Linked DNA regions of Mus musculus: region 1 is linked to region 2. The links are chromatin contacts, called in public Hi-C maps. All regions are on one chromosome and are shown on one strand. Each heading gives the region's core, a stretch centred on a gene start, on an enhancer-like site or on the middle of the called end of the contact. The rest is flanking DNA. Distances are from core to core; before and after follow the strand shown.

What was found. A called contact is a pair of places that touch in the nucleus more often than the background predicts.
Region 1: a Hi-C map of cortical neurons shows a contact between it and region 2, with 2.4 times the contacts expected there. The contact joins the promoter of Cntn5 here to the enhancer-like site in region 2. A contact is called at or near these places in 2 of 39 promoter capture datasets (both in hippocampal neurons) and 3 of 484 Hi-C or Micro-C datasets (cerebral cortex and cortical neurons).

What each region holds. Positions count from the first base shown.
Region 1 is chr9:10,903,486-10,907,303 of GRCm38.p6, forward strand. It overlaps Cntn5 (contactin 5), which reads right to left and starts at 1,290. Exons shown (of 25, transcript NM_001170787.1): 1 at 1,000-1,290. It overlaps Gm32710 (a long non-coding RNA gene), which reads left to right and starts at 960. Exons shown (of 3, transcript XR_001779092.2): 1 at 960-1,199; 2 at 2,284-2,518.
Region 2 is chr9:10,455,776-10,459,534 of GRCm38.p6, forward strand. The region is part of intron 2 of Cntn5 (contactin 5); the gene reads right to left. Among named protein-coding and RNA genes, the nearest start is that of Gm39289, 380 kb to the left of the region's middle. Within about 2 kb of position 2,351, at least 8 of the 459 cell types and tissues checked have an H3K27ac peak or open chromatin away from gene starts, as enhancers often do. A contact at or near this core is called in cortical neurons, where this site is marked.

The DNA of each region.
Region 1 (3,818 bases), core at 40-2,539, 450 kb after region 2:
ATGACACTGCTATTTTAAGGTTTGCTACTGTTTTCATTTCTTTCTCATGGCTAAGACTCAGAATCAGAGCAGAGAGCTGAATTACCTAAATGACTTCTTTTCATAAAAGCATGTGAGCTGTGTATGGGTAAAGCCTCACACACATCGTACTATTAAAGCTCTCTTGCAAACCTGTCCTACAATTACCATGCTTTTGTCTTACTTATGCTAATTTTACATAAAATTATTCTGAAATATTGATGAATTCTTTTTCTTTTTGGAATAAAATAAATTTAAGCAACCTAAAAATTTTCAGGTTGTCATAGCAATCCTCAGCTTACTGAACATCATAGTCATAGAAATTGAGAAAACACTCTCCCCACATCCCTATAAAAATAAGAAACTGGGAACATATATTCAGCAAACATCTATGCACAACACGTGGGGGAGATCACTCAGCATAATTCGAGGTTCCACTTTTCTCAGTTTCCCAAACTTTGCAGAACTCTGCTTGCATCTCTCCTGCATTTTAACAAGTTATTGCACCACTACATGCCCAGGTATTCTGTCTGTATTCTCAGTTATTCGGTCTATGAGATTCTCAGCCATGACCTGACAACACCATTTCATTTTTGTCTTCCAAAGCATTTTATTACTTTGGTAAGAAAATATTCTTATCCCTCCTGACATTTGCCATCCAAAAAGCATACTTGCTTCTAGTTTTTTCCTCCTGTTTCCGGTGGCTTTATGAAACATACAATAGGTTTTACACTTGCTTCAACTTTTCAACATCAAATCCCAGCAGAGAAAAACAAACAAACAAACAAAACAAACAAACAAACAAAAACCCACTGTTTTCCCTGTCTTTAAACATGCACCAATGAACAGTTTTTACCTCTGGCAACACGACGAGGAAGGATGGCTTTGCAGAAGTGATTGTGTCAAAAACCCTAAGTGGCTGGGAACCAAAGTGCAGCATCACAGGCAGCAATCACCAGCGAAGGAATGCCAGCCACTTACCAATGAGACGCCAGCTGCCTCTGTTCATTTTGGTGATTCTCAATCCTCATCTTCCATCCTCGTGCCCTGGACACACCTCAGGTGGAGCAGTTCCTTAGGTGCTCCACAGCCTGTGACAGAAGAGAAATCGCAGAGTTCTGAGTCCTTCACTGGGAATTTTCCTCTGGTTTGCCCTGCCTCTCCCAGCAGAAGGGACCCAGGTGAGGCATCCTCCTGACTGCCAGCTTTAATGGCACTTGGCTGCCATCAGTTGCGTGGGGCGGAGTAGTTGAGAGATGCAGGCAGGTGCAAGTGGGCGCCTCCTCCCGCTGCTGCTCCGGGCTCGCGCGCGGATGCTCCAATGCGTCCACGCGCCCCGCGCCGCGCGCCCTGACTGGCTGGGTCTCTCCCAGAGTGGCCCGCGCCCCTCCCGCTCCGCGCTGTCACCGTCGCCAGGCGCCTCACTGCTTTGCGCTGCAAAGGCTCATTTAGCATGTCCCTGCCTGTAAAAGACTGTATGCCTCAAGCAGGGCTTTGGATTTCTTTCTTTTCTTAGAAGGTACTCCCCTGGCATCACTTGCTAACCGATTCCCTCCCCATCTTTTTCTCTCCAAAGTCATGAAGGCTGTTCCCATACCTGGCCACCTCTCCACTGAGAGCTAACAGTGCTGGCAGAGTCTGGGTCCTTTCCTCCCTTGGCCTGCCACTGTCCCTGCTGATTGCCAGGCTGTGTTGATAGCTCAGACAGCCAGAGGCTCAGATTCACTTATGTGGGCTCCAGAGCAGAACTGGCACTTGGGAGAGTGTGGTTAGGTTCTAACTGGGAGGCAATTCTCTTTTTTTATGTATACATGCGAGTTTCATCTAAGAGTGCTGGGATAGGGGGTGTTATTACTTGTCCTTGGGAGTGATGAGTGGGGTAGTGGTTTAGAGTCAGCTCTGAAACAGCAAAAGAAATAGCAGTTTGTTATTTTTTGTTGTTGTTGTTGCTTTTTGTTTTGTTTTTGTTTTTGTTTTTGTTTTTCGGAAAATGTCAGTGTCCAGAAAAATCACATTGGAAATCACAATGTCCAGAGTTGAAAAAAAAAAAAAATTGCCTAGATAGTAAATCTGCGGTGACAGCTTTAGTGTCATTGTTCTTCAGGTTTCTCCACTTTCCCTGTCTTTGAGTGCTCCAGTTTCATGTGTGTGGTGGTAATCCAGTATTTATGAAATACATTTTGTTACATACATTTTGTCTCCAACTCCATGTGGCTTGCACCTGTACGTGACAAGTCTGGAATCACATACTCTCTTCTCTGCCAGCCTATCTACACTTGGAACTCTGCGTGAGCTTTGGGCTGCACCTGAACCAGGAGGCACACGCTATTCACATGTGTGTGCGTCCAGCCCAAGCCTGCGTTCATCTGGATGGATCCTCTCCGCATGGCTTTTGCCCCCAGTGGCTGCGAGAGGCTGTAATTGGCAAGGAGCACAGAGCCAGTAGCTGGAAGCCAAGATACCACTGGAGCTCTCTGATCCCGTTCTTACAGCTTTCCTGGTAATTAAAATTAGTCGTTTTCCTGGTCCTTGGCTCTTTGCACATGTTATGCAAACATCAAGACTTTATTGAATGGGTACCCTCAGGATGTAGATTCGCTTCTTTCTCCACAGCAAAGACAATTAATGTGTATTTGCATTTAATGCTTCTCTACCCTTCCATACTTTTTATTTTCTTGTTCATGCTTTCCAGTAATTAGGTTATTTTCCTTATGTGTTAACCGAGGGATAGTTTGGGAGAGGCAAGTTTTCTGGGCGGCTTCTCTGCTATGTTGGCTCAATGCCTACAGCAGGCTGTTGTTTAGGGGAAAGAATCTCCAGAGTTTTATAAGCTCTTTAAATATACTGCAGACTAGATTCTGAATCTAAAAGCTTTAAAGCTTTTTCAAAAATTGTACAATGAGGTTTTAGCTATCAATGTTTGTTATAACTGACCACTTACAGCCTTCAGGTCTTGGAGTCTGAGCATGGTGATGCTTCACTATAGTAGATATACTGTGGGGGATCTGTTGCCTTTGTTATCTATTTCTGGGTCATTAAATCCTTTATTTTAATATCTGCTTTCAACTAACCTTGATCCAGAAAAGATGAAAGTTGACTTCTAGAAATGTATTCACTAAAACAATAAATACTGAATGTATCCCAATAAATCAAGGCATGAGATCATGAAACACCAGAAAGCATGAGAAAATTTGGTAAGGCCAGAAAGAACAGTGATGAAGAGGTTTAATCTGGCTTTTCTTACAAAGAATACTTCCTTTACAACACATTACCAGACACTAATGGTGAGAGGGATATATGCAGTCTTACAGTTAATAAGTAACAAAATCTGCCTCTCAAAAGATGGATGAGAGCCAGGTTTGGTGGTACATACCTATAATCTCAGCACTCTAAGAGCCTCATGCAAGACAATCATGAATGTGGGTACAATCTCGATGACATAGCCAGGGTTCATCCTGGACTATTTAGCCAGGCAGTTCTCAAATCAATAAATTAAGGAAATAAAAAATAATAATGTAGGTGGATTAAATCTGGCTCCCATTAAACAAAATAAATTTGTGAGTTAGACATACTGTAAGTTATTGTTTAAGCATAATGTAATAACGTAATATAAGATAATATTCTTTCTTTTTGAAATCTCCTGATCATTTGAGAATGAGAAAGATGTGGGGTTTGGATTAACTAGTGATGTAAGATTTTTTTTTCTCTTTGTGCAGACCGAAATGGCAGCTTCTAGTCATTACTTAGGACAGACAAATTTACTCAGTTATCTTTCTTCAGAATCTACACTGATTTTTGCT
Region 2 (3,759 bases), core at 1,101-3,600:
GTTTGTCTGTAAACCTTGTACTTAGGGCCCGGAGACACGTGATATTCCAGGACAATTTTGTTAACTAGTTAGCCTAGCCATCAAAGAGCTCCAGTTTCAGTGAGATATCCTATCTCAACATGCAGTAAGATCAAGGAAGAAGTTTGATGTTAATCTTGGGCCTCCCTAAACATATGCATACTGCCCATACACATGTGAATACATACATACATACATACATACATACATACATACATACAAACACATACATGTGGACACATATAACACACACACACACATTTATATACCAAAGAGAAAAAAAATCACTTTATATTTCTGGCATGTTAATAATTGTGTATAGATCCATACTATAATTATTCTGTAAGAGAATCCAATAGAAATGGTTTGTTTTTTTAATCCATCAAAAACTTTTCTTTTTGTACTGACTTGTCATGTGCTGTAAAAGCCAGAGTGAGCATAACGTAAATGCTATATAGAAACATTTAAATATTCTAGCTCAGTGAACTGGCACAAAAGGTGACTGTACAAATGGCAGAGAAGTCATTGAAAGCAGCTCAGGGGTGTAGATGTAGGAAGGGAAAAAGAGTAAATTATTTATTGACTACCCACTTACATTCTGGCCTTCTGCAGGTTCTTTGGGGACAAAAGCATATTAAATGCATGGTCCCTGGCAGAAGAATTTGCATCCATCCAGTTAGCTCATGAATCAGGGCATATCGACTCTATTGATGGGACAAAATGCTGCATTTTTATCTGTGTTGCCAGACTCATCTGCATATCCATCGAGTGATAAACTAATGTCTTGACATGCCTACCCTGTCTTTGTCTTTCTGTTCTTTGTCTGTTTATCTCTCTGTCTCTCTGTCTCTGCCCCCCCCCTTTCTTTCTCTTTCTGGGATTTAACTGATCAGATATTGATTTACTCTAGATGATATCTGCATTATTCATGGTTCTCTAGAGAAACAGAACTGATAGAATGTACATGTTCAGAGGAAATGTATTAGGATTGCTTATAGCTGTGGTCCAGCTAGTCTAACAACAGTTATATCTCAACAAAAAGTCCAATACTACAGTAGTCCAGAGGGCTAGATGTCTTAACTGGTATTTAGCAGATCTCAGAATCCTCAAGAAGTAGGCTTTAATGCCAGTGAAACAAGAGCAAGGCCAGCAGGCAAAGAGCAAACCTGCTTTTTCTCTTGTCAGACATGAGAAGGTATGTCCTAGATGAAAGGGCAGATCTTTCCACTTCAAATGATTTGGATTAAAGATGGGTGTTCTTACCTCAAACTATCCTATTAACTAAAAAAGTCCTATAGAGGTTTACCCAGAGGTTTGAGTTTTTAGTTAATTCCAGATGCAGTTGACGATAGGAAGGAACAACCATCACAATATCCATATAAAACAGAATTTCAATAAATGAAATTTTAATTTACATTAACATATAAGTATTAAAGAGAGAGCCATGGCTCAGCAATTAAGTGTACTTGTTTCAGAATCATGAACACGAGAATTAGTGTTGCCTAGGTTACTTTAAAGCCAGGTATCCTGCACTTTTCTATAGCTGCAGCGCTGAGGATGAAAGTGGAAAGATTACTGGGTCCTGCTGACTTCTATGCTGAGTTAGTGTGAGCCCTGACTTCATGGAGACCCTCATGGGTGCAAGGTTCAGTAATCAATTCAACTACACAAACCTGACTCACCTTTGGATATTTGGAACTGTTGAAAGATGTACATATACTTGAAAGGAAGCATTTTTGATGAATCATATTATAATTGTCAAACTCTAAAATGTCCTTGACTAAATTTCCTTGGGACACCCTGAATTTATTCTTAACTCTTTCCATGCAGAGGTGCTGATGGAGCTTATTGTAGAGCAACATTCCTTTACTGGATGTGAATATTAAATGACATGTCTCCAGTCATTACAAAAAATCACAATTAAAAATATAAGATTTTAAAGCATGCATGTTAATTCATATCCTAGACTAAGGTGGTCTGTGGCAGATTGCATGGATTAAACTCTTTTAGTTCATGTATAGAAGTCATCAGATCTCAGAAAGTGCCCATTAGTAAGATCTCCATAAAACAGTGGTATATGCCTAGCTCACCTTACCATGATGACAAACTGGCAGTTAAAGGCAGAGCAAGCTTGAGGCAGAGGAAGGCAGGTGAAAAAATACTTGGATAGAGAGGAGCAGAAAATAAGTCCTAAGCTTTAATTATCTTGGAATTGATGAGAAGTCTCAGGAAAAAATAGAATGAGAGCATTTAAAAATAAGGCTCACATGATGAATGGGACCAAATTGCACAGAGGCTGGAAGAGGCTGCCAAGTTATGCAGACTAAGAAGATGGAGATATGGAGAGGGAAGCAGAGAGTCAAGTGATCCCTTCGAGCCACAGGAATAGAAAGCCTGTGAGGGAGATCTGCCTTTTCCAGGGAAAACAATTTCCATGTCTAAGCCAAACACAGAAAGGTCAAAGGCAGCAAGCGGGCCAAGCCAAAGGCAGGCTGACATTAAGGCGTTCCCTGGGAAGCTCTGACAGAGATCAGTGGCTGACTCTGTGTATAAGGAAGAGTGTGAGGCACCTCGCACACTTGACACTGACTTTAACCTCTCTGCATTTCATTAATCTGCAAATGAAGATAAAACCGAGAAACAGACTAATGCAAGGAATAAGTTTAGATAGTGTTTGTCTAAATTTCAGGAACATGTGTGGCATGTAAGAATAATACAGATAGACTTACATATCCTTTCCCCTCCTTTTGCATGCCAGATAATTTAAAATAAGCATATAAATAATAGTAATGTCAATCACAATTAGTGTCAACTCATTTCTCATTGTATGAACTACTAATTATTTCACTTGGGATTAAAATAAATCCCTAAAAGATTGCCATCCAACAAAATAGCTCAGGCTAATTTTTATGTGCATCTCAAATAACATGGAAAAAATCTAGTTCTTCCATGTTTTTATGTCAAAAAATTTCCACTAAGAAGTGATGTGCAGAAAACCCAGAAGAAAGTTAAAGATGGCATTGGAACACTGTTTTCTGAGAAGGTTTTTTTTTTCTTTTGAAAATATTTTCTCTGTCTCTGTCTGTCTCTCTCTGTCTCTGTCTGTCTGCCTCTCTGTCTGTCTGTCCCTGTGTATATGTGTGTGCATGTGTGATGCACAGGTATGTGTATGAGGACTTCCTCTATCTCATCTCACTCTCCATAGTATTCCTTTGAGACATGATGTCTCATTAAACACAGAACTAAGCTAGAAGGCAGCAAGTCCCAGTTATCCTCCTGCCTCAGGACTCCACAGTGCTTGCTGAGTGTATGGCCATGTTTGGATTTTATTTATTTATTTTTAACATGAATACTGGTATCCAAACTCAGGTCCCAGTGCTCACATAGCAAATGTTCTCATGTACTGAGCCATCTCTGCTATTTCATAGGAACAAATGTCTGCTACCTCAACAATGAGAAAGGAAATCCACAAGTGTCATGTATGTCTTTCTGTTATCCATTTGTCTGACTTTGGCATGTGTGTATGTTTCTGTGTTTTGTGTGTGTGTTTGTGTGGGCTGTGTGTTTGTGTGTTCTTCTATAGATATTTTTATATTGTAATGTGGTTATTTAAATAGAAAGGACACTTAGGTACATACATTTAAATGCAACCCGAGAAGGATTAGAAGGCATGACCTTGATGAAGGAAGTGTGTCACTGGGGGTCAACTTGGAGGTTTCAAAAGCCCAAGCCAAGCCCATT